Regions from separate parts of the Mus musculus genome. Here region 2 is linked to region 1. Evidence: chromatin contacts called from public HiChIP or PLAC-seq data. All regions are on one chromosome and are shown on one strand. Each heading gives the region's core, a stretch centred on a gene start, on an enhancer-like site or on the middle of the called end of the contact. The rest is flanking DNA. Distances are from core to core; before and after follow the strand shown.

What was found. HiChIP or PLAC-seq counts read pairs in DNA pulled down with a chosen protein or histone mark.
Region 2: an HNF4G HiChIP or PLAC-seq map of pancreatic cancer cells shows a contact between it and region 1. The contact joins two enhancer-like sites. A contact is called at or near these places in 12 of 39 promoter capture datasets (the C10 cell line, HPC-7-derived erythroid cells, cranial neural crest and 8 more), 5 of 115 datasets of contacts at active chromatin or transcription factors (embryonic forebrain, embryonic hindbrain, embryonic stem cells and 2 more) and 1 of 9 other capture datasets (adipose tissue).

Annotation. Positions count from the first base shown.
Region 1 is chrX:52,968,960-52,975,451 of GRCm38.p6, reverse strand. No RefSeq gene overlaps it. Among named protein-coding and RNA genes, the nearest start is that of Hprt, 16 kb to the left of the region's middle. Within about 2 kb of position 3,906, at least 64 of the 459 cell types and tissues checked have an H3K27ac peak or open chromatin away from gene starts, as enhancers often do. A contact at or near this core is called in pancreatic cancer cells, where this site is marked.
Region 2 is chrX:53,229,509-53,236,000 of GRCm38.p6, reverse strand. It overlaps a transcript of Plac1 not described here. Among named protein-coding and RNA genes, the nearest start is that of Fam122b, 37 kb to the left of the region's middle. Within about 2 kb of position 3,795, at least 34 of the 459 cell types and tissues checked have an H3K27ac peak or open chromatin away from gene starts, as enhancers often do. A contact at or near this core is called in pancreatic cancer cells, where this site is marked.

The DNA.
Region 1 (6,492 bases), core at 2,657-5,156:
GGTACTACACTAGACTGTGCACATGCAGAACTTTATCATTGCATAGTACTTTTTGCTTATTGCATAGCTCTTCCATTAGTTCATTTGTTTTAGATAGGATCTGGCTGGCTTATACTCAAACTTGAAATCGTCCTGCATCAGCCTCTGAGTGCTGGGATTATAGCTATGCACCACCACACCTGACTATATTAAGTTTGGCTCATCCTGGGCTTCTAGAAGGGATGTCAGAGCAGTCTCAGAGACCTGCTAGAGGACTGTGGCAGAGATAGCCCTTTCAGGGTAAGGTGATATTACCAGTTGCATAAAGCTGACAAGCCTCGGGACTAGGGATTTCCAGGACTATTTTATCTCAGAGGCAGATGGATTCATGAAGGCAGACTGCAATGTATCTAAAAAAACAAACTATGAACTAAAGAGATGGACTAGAGGAAACTAATGCAGATTTCTTTGAGAACCTTAATGGAATTGCTTCTATACTTTTCAGTGGACATAGGAAGCCCCTTGTCTTTGTGCTTCCCCTCTGATCATCAGTTTAATACAAGCTGTCAGGTTATTAGTGTTCATAGTTTGTTTTCATGCTGGTGGGGATGACTCCGGAAGCACCCCTGAGCTATACCCTAGCTTCTCGGTACCAATTGAGATGCCTATATTGTCTCAAAAAATCCATTACCAATGGAACACTCATCTCAATCTCTAAACCAAAAAGTGTGACTTGTTCCTTGGTTGGTATGTTATTAAAGTAATCTGACTGACTTGTGGGTGGGGTGCTCTTAAAGAAAAGGTTACTTGTGTTCTTGTTATGTAGTTCAAGATAGCCTAAAATTTGAGATCCTTTAATCTTTGGTTTCTTCATACTGGGATTATTGACATGTGCAACCATGGACTCTTTCTTAAGAAATATTTATTTTATGTATATGAGTACATTGTAGCTGTCTTCAGACATAGCAGAAGAGGGCATCTGATCACTTTACAAGATGGTTGTGAGCCACCATGTGGTTGGTGAAAATTGAACTCAGGACCTCTGAAAAAACAGTCATTGTTCCTACCCCTGAGCCATCTCTCTAGGCCAACCATGAACATTTTAAATATTACATTGTTTGCTTTTCACTTGTAAAAATAATTGTAACTACATTTATTTGTTTATACATTTATTTGTGTGTTTATTTTTTAAAGATTTATTTATTGTATATACAAGTACACTGTAGCTGTCTTCAGATACACCAAAAGAGGGCATCAGATCCCATTACAGATGGTTATGAAAAGTCATGAGATTGCTGGGAATTGAACTCAGGACCTCTGGAAGAGCAGTCAGTTTAATCACTGAGCCATCTCTCCAGCCCCCTCGTTTGTTTATCTATGTGTGCACATGTATGTATCTGTACATGTGTGTACCGTGGCCTGCTTATGGAAGTCAGAGGACAGTTTGCAGAACTTGGTTCTTTCCTTCCACCTGGGTCCCAAACTCAAGTCGTGAGGCCTGGCATCAGGCAGCTTTACCCTCTAAACAGTGTTTCTGATCTCCAAAGTACATCTTTAAAAAATTTCACTGTTTTAGGCTGGTTTGGACTTGAGCATCTAGCTAAGGTTGGCCTCAACCTTGTGCTAATAGTCCTGCCTTAGGCTTCCCAAATGCTGGGATTACAATGTGGTCCACTGTTGCCACAATTCATCATGGAGGGGAGTCAGAGCAGAACTCGAGGTAGGAACCTGATCATTGGCTTGCTCTCTTTTGGTTGTTGTTTGTTTTGTTTTAGGATTTGTTTGCTTTAGAAAACACTATCACACTATCTTTTTGGAAACTTTTTAATTTTTTAAATGTGCATGCGTGTTTTGACTGCCTACATGTCTTTGTACCACATGTATATAATATCCATCAAGGCCAGAAGAGGATATTGAACCCTTGCAACTGGAGTTACAGGTGGCTATGAGCTATCATGTACTGGAATTAGAACCCAGGTCCTCTGGAAGTACAGCCAGTACTTTTAACCACCCAGCCTTCTCTTCAGCCCCAATGTTAGCTTTCTTTACTTTCTTTTTTCTTTTTCTTTTTTCTTTTTTGCTTCTTCTTTTTCTTTTCTTTCTTTCTTTTTTTTTTGTTTTTTGTTTTTTGTTTTTTTTTTTTTTGTTTTTTTTTTTTGAGACAGGGTTTCTCTGTGTAGCCCTGGCTGTCCTGGAACTCACTCTGTAGACCAGGCTGGCCTTGAACTCAGAAATCTGCCTGCCTCTGCCTCCCAAGTGCTGGGATTAAAGGCGTGTGCTACCAACGCCCAGCTCTTTTTTTTTTTTTTTTTTTTTTTTTTGAGACAGGTTTTAACTATGTATCTCTGCTGTCCTGCAACTCACTATATGTAGACCAGGCTAGTGTCAAACTCACAGACATCTGCCTGCCCCTGCGATTTGACTGCTGGGATTAAAGGCATATGCCACCATGTCTAGCCAATGCTAGCTTTCCTTTATACCCCATGTCCCACCTGTCCAAGAATGGTACTGCCCAAAGTAGGCTGGTCCCTCCCACTTTAATTAGTAATTCCTCACAATCATGGCCACAGACCAAATAGATTGAGTCAGTTCTTCATTTCACAATCCCTACTCTCAAGTGACTCTATATGGTGTCAGGTTGACATTAAACATGAAACAGGATATCCAACATACCCCCCCTCTCTGTGTGTGTGTGTGTGTGTGTTTGTGTGTATGTGTGTGGTTTTAAGACAGGGTTTCTCTGTATAGCCTTGGCTGTCCTGGAACTCACTTGTAAAACAGGCTTGCCTCAAATGCACAGAGATCCACTTGTTGGGAGAGATTTGAGTGCCAGAATTAAAAGTGTGCATTGCCACTACCAACCTAAATTGTGTTTTGAAAGAGGATCATACACTTTAGCCCATGCTGTCCTGGAACTCACAATGGAGCCCAAGCCTGTCTAGCAGTCATAGCACTCTTCCTGCCTCGCCTCCCAAATACTGGGATTGTAGGAATAAACCACCATGCCTGGAAAAGCCCATATAAGGCATCTGGGGAGATGCTTGGGATGGGACCCAGGGCCTTGAAGATGCTAGGGAAACACTCTACCACAGACTCAGCAACAAATTCTGGCTTAAAGACAACATCTGGGAGAAAAAGAAAGAAAAAATCCTGAGAGAGCTCTAATAATAGTGTGAGTCACAGGAGGGGAAAATAGCATCAACCCTACTGTGAAGCAGGAGCCAAGGCCACTCAGATGTGGTTTCTCAGTTAAATAGTCTTTCTCAGGATTGCTCCTCTTTCTAGAGTTTGCTGTCCCTAGGTTTTACCTTCTTCAGAGTCTCTGGAGAAAAATTGCTGTTTTGGCTAGTATATTCAACTTTGTGAAAGATTTAAAAATCACAGAAAAGTTGTTTTTTTAAAAAAAGTGCTCCCTTTGTTCCTAAACCCTGGATATGTGTTTTCTAAGGACAGTATTCTTTTATAAATTTCTTACATTTCTCATTCCCTCCCTTCCTTTATCCCCACCCCCGTGTGTGTGTTCTACAAATTGAGTTCCAGGTCAGCCAGGGGTGTTTACACAGAGAAACTCTGTTTCAAAAAAACAAGAGAAGATGGCCCTGCCCCTTGCCACTTGTAGCATCCAGGAGAGCAGGCCCTGAGCCTTGCCTAGGCAGAACAAAAGAGCTGACCCTGGTTGGGGGAGCACAGATTGGATGGTCCTGTGGTCCCTTGGGTATGAGCATGGGACAGCTGGCTTCTAGATGATGAGAGATGAAGAGCTGGCCTTGTCCCTCACTGTTGGGAGAGCCAGCCTCACACCTCCCCTGGACAATACAGTGGAGAAGTCTCTGATCTCGAAGTCATGAGTGAACCAGCCCCAAGGGTGTGAGAGGAAGAGAGCTGACCCACCCACTTGCTGGCTCCAGTCCCAAGGGAGGAGAGCAGAACTAACCCTGCCTACTGCTTATTGTGGCATTTGGTAGCCTAGCAAGAACAGTGCCAGAGTTAGCTCTGGTGGTACAGATAAGAGAGAGGCAGCGGGCTGCCCAGCTCAGTTATCACCCTGGCTCAGATCCAGGCATTTGAGATGGCCCAGCCCAAAATCTACAACAGTTGTGAACTATTGGGGCACTTCAAAGGGCCAGTGCTGCTGATTCAAAGCTGCAGGATCTCCATGACATAGGGCAACAACAGGAGAACCCAGAGGAGTCCTGGTAAGGATCCAACACTGATGGTGTCACAGAAGCCAGAGATCTCAAACCAGACCAATGACTCATTGCAGTGAACATTAGCTAGTGAAGATGTGTGGACAGAGGGGTATGCTGTGGGACACAGTGTACAGCTTCCAGAACAAGATGCTCTCTCTCTCTCTCTCTCTCTCTCTCTCTCTCTCTCTGTGTGTGTGTGTGTGTGTTTTATTTTCTAAGAGGAGGTTCAAGGGCAGAGGACAGATATGAAGAGACAGGAAGATGAATGGGACTGGGGTGCATGATGTGAAACTTGCAAAGAATCAATAAGAGTTTTGTTTTTTTTTTTTTAAAGAAACTCACTCCCACAAAAAAACAAACTGCAAGACAGAGCATGAGAGTAAGACACACGCGCGTGCGCGCGCACACACACACAAAGAGAAACAGAGAGAAAGAAGAGATTGTGAGAGCACAGGACACATAGAGAGAGACACAATGGAGACTATCACACTGCATGTATGGAGCCCAGAGGACAACTACTGGGAATAAGGTTTCTCCTTCTACTATATAGGTTTTAAGAAATAATCTCAGCCGGGCTTGGTGGCACACGCCTTTAATCCCAGCACTTGGGAGGCAGAGGCAGGTGGATTTTTGAGTTCGAGGCCAGCCTGGTCTACAAAGTGAGTTCCAGGACAGACAGGGTTACACACAGAAACCCTGTCTCAAAAAACCAAAACCAAAACCAAAACCAAAAAAGAAAAAGAAAAAGAAACAATCTCAGATCGTCAGGCTTGGCAGCAAGCCCTTTACCTGCTGAACCATCTCCCTAAACACAGTATGTTTTCTTTTTGCAGTGCTAACGATGGATCCTAGGGCTTTTCCATGCTAGGCAAGAGTTCTACTACTGAGTTATAGCCCTAGACCAAGGATATTCTCTTACGTAATTACAGGACAATGATTACAATCAAGAAATTAACATAGGGGCTGGAGAGATGGCTCAGCAGTTAAGAGCACTGATTGCTTTCCCAGAGGTCCTGAGTTCAATTCCCATGAACATGGTGGCTCATAACTATCTCTAAGGGGATCTGATACCCTCTTCTCATGTGTCTAAAGACAGTGACAGTGTATTCATATAAAATAAATAATTTCTTTTAAAAAAGAAATTAACATTGACATACTATGTGGTGTGTTCATTCCATATTTACCTTCCACCTATACTTTTTTTTTTTTTTTTTTTTTTTTGGTTTTTCAAGACAAGGTTTCTCTGCAGCCCTGGCTTTCCTGGAACTCACTCTGTAGACCAGGCTGGCCTCGAACTCAGAAATTCGCCTGTCTCTGCCTCCCAAGTGCTGGGATTAAAGGCATGCGCCACCACTCCCAGCCCACCTATACTTTCTAAAATGTCCTTATAGCGAAAGGTTATTTTCTAGTTGGGGTGTAGTTCCGAGTTGAGCATTCCTTTGAGTTATGCTGTCCCTTTGTCACTATTTATTTCAAACAGATCCTAAGCCTCTCTCAGTTTTTCAAGTCTTTTTTGAGGTGTTCAGGCCAGTGATCATATAGAACAAACTTCAATTTGTGGGTTTCTGCTATTTCTTTGTGATTTGAAATGGTCTGCTTGAAATACCAAAATAGCAACTATGAAAGCTGAAAAGTATTCAAATGTCTCATGAGACAATGTATGATACAGCTACATAATTGATTATTAGATAGTCGGTAAGAATAAGAGTTTATATTAGCCGGGCGTGGTGGCACACGCCTTTAATCCCAGCACTTGGGAAGCAGAGGCAGGCGGATTTCTGAGTTCGAGACCAGCCTGGTCTACAGAGTGAGTTCCAGGACAGCCAGGGCTACACAGAGAAACCCTGTCTCAAAAAACAAAAAACAAACAAACAAAAAACAAACAAACAAACAAAGAGTTTATATTATGACCTAGGAAAAGATTGCAATTTCTAAGTGGAAAAAAGCTTAATAGGTATAAGAGAACATTTGTATAAAAGTTGTAGCATAAGGTGGCCTGGAACTCACTATGTGCACCAGGCTGGCCTTGAACTCACAGAGCTCAAGGAGGCAGAGAGCAGGAGAAACATAATACTGCCCAGATTCTAACTTCGAACATTCAAATTCAGTACCTGGCTTTTTGGATCATAAAACCTTTCTTTTTTTTTTTCTCTTTATTTCATTTTTTAAAAAAGACTTATTTATTTTAATTATATGAGCACACTGTAGCTATCTTCTGATAGATGAGAAGAGGGCATCAAATCCCATTACAGATGGTTGTGAGCCACCATGTGGTTGCTGGGAATTGAACTCAGGACTCCTGGAAGAGTAGTCAGTGCTCTTA
Region 2 (6,492 bases), core at 2,546-5,045, 260 kb before region 1:
TGTTATTGTTTTGTTGTTTTGAAGCCTTCAACCCCAAATAGCCAGAGACAGACCTGAACTCCTTGCTTAGAATGCTGCTATCTGTTTCATGTCTGTGAGCGTAATGATCGAGGCTGTCTTGTTCAGGTTGCTATCCTTTACTCTATGTATAATGTTAATACTCTACTAGCATTTATTAAATTAATAAATGATAGAATGACTTGGTCCTCATACTCACTAACACAGCTCACCACATGCTAGTTGAAAGAAAAAGAGTGAACAACATGGGGGTGAGGCATGAGATCTAAATGCATATTTTCTCCAGCTCTCCCCACTTTCAGTTCTTGCTCTTTCCGTGCCAGTATCTCCTTTCTATCTTTTCTCCCAAATTTATGTTTCCATTTGTTAAATAAAACCTTCAGCAGTGCCGATGTGCATAAACCATGTGCCGTCATCAAAAGTAAGAAAGCTTGGAAATTCTCAAGTGAAATCAGACACTAGCATATAAAGTGCTTTGAAATGCCCTGCTTTCTTATCTTTCTGTAATGGTGTCCTCATGGAGCAAAACTAGAACACTGAGAACTAACCAGGGCTAAAAATCATTCCAACATATGTTTCCTCTTACTGCCGCAACTGCTTCCACCCTCTCACGGCAGACATACAGTATCTAGACTTTCGCTAATTAACTTGCAACTCTAACTGCTAGAACTCCATTTCTTTAAGAAAAAACATTCTGGGCACCAAAAAAAAAAAATATCAATAAATGTTTGCAATGGAACACGTTGCAAAATTTGGCAACTGTCTATTTATGAGCGCCTGTTGATGGAATGTATTAATGAGCCCTCAAGCTAGCAATTACCCTCGTGGTTTTGTTTTGGGTTTTTTTTTTTCATTTCCTCCTTCTCTCTCCCTCCTTTTCTTTTTCTTTCTTTTTAAAATCTTTTTTTTTTTTGAGACAAGGTCTTACTGTATCACCCTGGCTGGCCTGGAATTCACTTTTGTAGATCAGGCTGGCCTCAAACTCACAGATAACTGTGTCATTTAAGTGTTAGGATTAAAGGTGTGGACTCCCATGCTCACCCTTTAGAATTTTTTTAACTTGGTTTGTTATTTTTATACAGCCTTCGATAGCCTTATACTCACACCCTTCCCGCATCTACCTCCTGACTGCTGGCCTTAAGGGTGTACACAACCACACCCAGTTAACCTTGTTTTTTTGGTTTCTTACCACTAGAAATCCTTGATGCAGTTGTTTTTATAACGTGTTTTCGATGTGTAGAATAAGGCCTTCTTTATATGTTGATTTTTGCCTCAGAAGTTGAATGAGTCACTTGATTTTATAAGCCTGGAAAAACAGGCTTTCTCTAAAATAGTCATTGTAAAAGAAGCCCCTTGCTAACAGATCCTATTGTTGCTAACACAGTAATTATAAATTATAATTATAAATTGACCCAATAAAACATTACTTTGTCCTTTTTGCCAGCTTAAAAGGCATTACAGAACAACTGAATGCTTAGGCAGAATGGAGCAGCTTGACTTTTGCCACAGTTCTGTTTTCTTCCTATTTTTATAGATGGTTTAGAGTTTTGATGAAATATATAAAGAAGCATGCTGATTAGCAGAGATTTATTACAGTAAATTGTGGGGTGTGTGTGTGTGTGTGTGTGTGTGTGTGTGTGTAAACTCTTTGATAGATGTGAACTTAGGATAACTACGAACTTGAGTTTAGATTTTGGGGAGTAATCTTTCTATAAGGTACTGAGAAAGTACTGGGTGCCACTTGGAGACTGTGTGAAAAGGGGGGAAATGTGTACAGTGAAAATAAAAATTGCTGGACTTATACCAGGTGGAAACCGCTCTGTCTGTGGCCTTTGCTGCAAAATCAAGCATATTTTCTATATGCTGCATTAATTTGTTGTATGAAAGCACTTCAGTACTGAGAATATGTTTGAAAGGAACTCATTGCCATCCAGGATATTGAAGTTTTATGGGTTAGCACCCTACTGTGATGAGCTAAAAGGCCCGAGTGAGGATCCAGAGTCTCGAATCCAGTCCTGGAAAGCCCTGTTTCAATTACCTGCAGATGTCAGTGTGGGTCTGAGTGTGATTCAACAGCATGTTCCAGGATGTGGTCAGACGGTTGAAGCCCAGTTGTGAACCAGTTGCTTATTAAACAAACACCAGTTCCTTGTGGATGAGAAATATGAGCTGCAAGGACCCTTATATGCCTGAAATCAATCAACCTTTCCCTCTCCCTCTCCCTCCCCTCTCCCTCTCCCCTCCCTCCCTCTCCCTTCCCTCCCTCCCCCCACACTCGCTTACTTTCCTTCTCTGTCTCTCTGTCTCTCTCTCTCTGTCTCTCTCTCTCAAAAGTTAAACAGGAATGGAAACTCTAGTTACACAATTCACAAATAATGTCCTCTTGTTCCCACCCCTGATGCTTTGACCAGTCTTTCTTTGATTAGTTGTAGTGCTAGACAAGTAGATTTAATGTCTCTGGGTTTATTAAACTTGACTCCAAACCAGATGGCCAGCCCAATGTTGCATTATGAGCCGGGTTGGTTTACTTTCTGCTGGTAAAACATGTTTAAGCACAAAGCTGAAAATTCAAATCCTCACTGTAAAAGAATATCAGTGTTGCCAACGCTTGTGGCTCGTCTTTTCTGTCCTGCAGGATTCTCCATTCTATCCATCTTTGAGACCTGTGTGGCCAGAGCATGTATTTAGCTAGGAAACTGTCAGATACACTTACATCAAAAGAACCATTCATTTCCAGGCTGTGACACAAATCTACCATCTGCTTTATAAGCTCATAAGCTTTCTCTTAATTATAATTATATATAATATACACACATATATATGAGTGTGTGTGCATATATATGTACATAAGTTGTCACTATCTTATGTTTACCTAACAACAAAATCTGTTTGGTAGAAGGTGGAAGGGTTTCTTTTTTTTTTTAATCAACTTATTGATTTTTCCATTTCTTTTTCATTTTTCCTTTACTGCATTTTGATTTATAATTTAGTCAGTTAGTTTTGAAACAGTCTCTCACTCTGTAGCTCAGGACGACAGTATCAAAAACCGATGTAGTCCAGGTTGCCCTTGAAGATCACTCATGAAGGTCACCCTGCCTGCAGGCTGGGGTCACAGGTGTGAAGCAGGAAGCCTTCCTCCTTTCCTTTCTTCTATTTTTTTTTCTTTCTTTTATATTTGTAAAAGAAGTTTCTTCATCTACTGATTTTCTTCCAGCACACCAAAAGCTATGTTGCCGGCCCAAGCAATCTGCCTTTTATAGAATTTTCATCTAAATTGTCCAGTCAGGGTTCATTTGGGGAGTTATTTTTATAACTTTGATTATTTTGTACATAGCTGAACGCTCTCTTAAATCTGTTTTTCTTTTATAAGCAAACTGTACAAATCACTGTGAAAAACTACCTTGACCTTGCAGCTATAAAAAAAAAATCACAAAGTATCCAACATCCCACAAGTGTTCAATGCAAATTTCCCCCGATGTTGGTTTTATTTTTTTTATTATTCTCCAGTGTTCTTAATGTCACTTATGGGTTTGAATATTGAATTTACACTTTAAGAACATTTATTTGGTCAGGGACTGCTGGTCTTTTAGTTGCATGTGAGAAATCAAGGATCTTATCCCACATTGTCAGCATTTCTTTTATTTTCACAAAGCCGAAGAAGCTGTATATTCCGAAGTCACCATGTGCTTAGCTTTGTAATCAGCACAGCGATGTGTGTGTACTGAAAGCTAGCGGCAGGGAGGCAAAAGGCAGGAAAAGCCGCTGCCTTCCCTATCAGTTAGCTCTCGCCATCCGGCGCTCTGGAAGGCTGCCGTGGACATTCTGTGTGCATTTTGAGAAGGGAACTAGTGCTGCCCTGTCAGCTTTCTTCATCTAACACCCACGTCTAATTTGCTCCAGGTTTCTGGCATGGTATTGTCCTGGTGGGAGTGACCGGTGTTCCATTACGATCTGCAGCAATTGTGGGGGTCTCTAGAAAGAAGCAACAGAGACGCTGTTAACCCATCCCCTGTTCCTTCAAAAAGGGAGAAACAGGGAAAGGGGGAGGAATTTCCAAGCCGTCCTGAGAGAGTCTGAAGAAAGGACTCTGGTAGGGCAACGTAGTTCTCTTCCTTTGACTAGGGATGTCCCGTGCCTTTGCGTTTGCAGGTTTTCTCTCAGTCACTCCACAGCCTCAGTTCTCCACACAGCTTCCAAAGAAAGGACAGACTACTTTCTCAGAGTTAGATGTCCCCCCATAGTGGTGCAAGAGCAGAGCTAACTGGGGTGCGGAGACACATTTTACTGGATCACTGGCGCCGTTCATGGATAATGTAAACATTTACTCGTGGCGCTTTTCCTGTAACGTCAGTCATATAGGCGAGAATTAGTCACTTAAATGGGAAGATTGAGACTCCGTTTTGTATGTTTGTTTTTAAAGGTTTATTCTTTTTTTTTTAATTCTTGAGAAAGAGTTTAGGACATTTTTATGTTTATATTTACCTGTATGTATGTGTGTGCACAACACCATGTGTGTGCACCACACCATGTGTGTGCCTGGTGACTGCAGAGGTCAGAGGAAGGCATTAGATCCTGCGGATAAAAAAGAAAATCAGTTTTATTTTTTCTTTATGGTGTATATATATATATATATATATATATATATATATATATATATATATGTGTGTGTGTGTGTGTGTGTGTGTGTGTGTATACATATATATATGTGAAACGTTTTTTGTTAGTCTTTCATGTGTTTGTCGCTATCTAGGCTGCTTTCATATCTTACCTCTGCTGAATAGGACAGCAATAACCCATATTCATGAGCAGATAGTCAATGGAGAGGTGAGCTCACAAGAAGGTTGGCTGAAGAGCAGAAGACTAGACCATGAAAATGGAGGAAAGATAGGAGGAAAGCTTCTAGCAAATATATTGCCTTATTTAACCAGCACTTCTTTAGCATTTGTGACGTTAAAGAGTCACGGGGTGGGAGGAACAGACCAGAGAAAAGACATTTTTGGAGGGTGATGATTGAAGAAGGATGCTGCGGAAGTCTTAGTCACATTAATTTTGCAGACTAGAAAGATCCTGCAAGACCAAGAAAGGAAAGTGGCATTTATTCTAAAACTTTGGTGGTATCCTAAGGCTCTGGTGACTAGAAGGGTAGGAGAGTCCCTGTGTAATGGCTCTTACTGCTGTTGGATAAAAAGATAGCTGTCTTCCTGAGATCAGTAATCTATGACATAAGAAAGAAGTCAGGGAACCCTACCAAGCAATGTTGTTTAGTAGAATTTTCTGTGGTGATAATAGTGTGCTAAGTTTATGATATCCCATTCAGTAGCCAGGGTTATTGAAAACTTGAAATGTGGCTAACACAATAACAAAACTGAACTTATACATCAGATTCATTTTAATTTCATTCCACTTAAATAGCCACATAAATTTACCATGTAGGATAAATAAGAGAAAGGATAAAAATGGAAGAAAGTAGGAACGGAGAGATTCTAGCGCAGACTGGGAAGAAACAATATTCAGGAAAAAAATCATCTGAGACCAGCAAGACCAGTGGGCAAAGCACTTGCAGTGGAAGTCTCATGACGTGACTTAGGTCCCTAGAACTTACATAAAGGTAGGACAGAACAGACCCTATTAAATGTTCCTCTGACCTCCGCACAGAGACCATGACACATGCATTTTCTTCCAACCATACACAAGCAATACAATGTAAAAAAACATCTTTACCTGATGGGATGTGTTCAAAGACTGCTCATTGTTGGGGGGCGGGGATCCTGACCACAGTTTCAAATTTTCATCAATCTAATTGTCAAGTTCTGAGGAAGACGACTGAGTTGGGGCTGAGGAGGAAAATTAGGCTATTCACAATATGAAGAATGACAGGACAGTGATGGAAATAAATGTTAAGTTGGCAGCATGAGCTGGTGGTTGAAATGGCCCAACATGACTCAAATGTACATGAGGCCAATTGGGTGCTTATTCCAGAGAAAGTTTCTTATGAAATAAGAAAAAAAAATAAAGGATATATAAAGGGGGGTTGTTGTGTAGTTTAATCCTAGAAAGTTTTCCTCAAGTGTATTCCAAGAGCTGCGTTTTATAATTAAACATGTCCTAGCTAATTTTGTTTATTTCTGGTAAATCTAATCCTTGACGGGGTCAAGGTAAGGTGACCTGGCAGATTCCATTGCTTGCTCACCTCTTATTATCAAAGCTTTAGGGCTGCTCACCACCTATCTCTGATGATGGGACTAGAGCTGCTAAGGGTTTCCACATAGACACAAGAAGTACAGTATTGTAGTATAGTGTAGTGCAAATCCATTCCTATTTAAAAAGTATCCTTTGTAGATGTTCTTGGGATGGGAGACAAGGTCAAGAGAAACTTTTTAACAAAATGGATACTTTGGTACAGAAGAAGAAAAATAAAGTGATGAGCATATAGAAACTGATTAGATAGAATTTTCTGTGTTTCTAAAAATTATG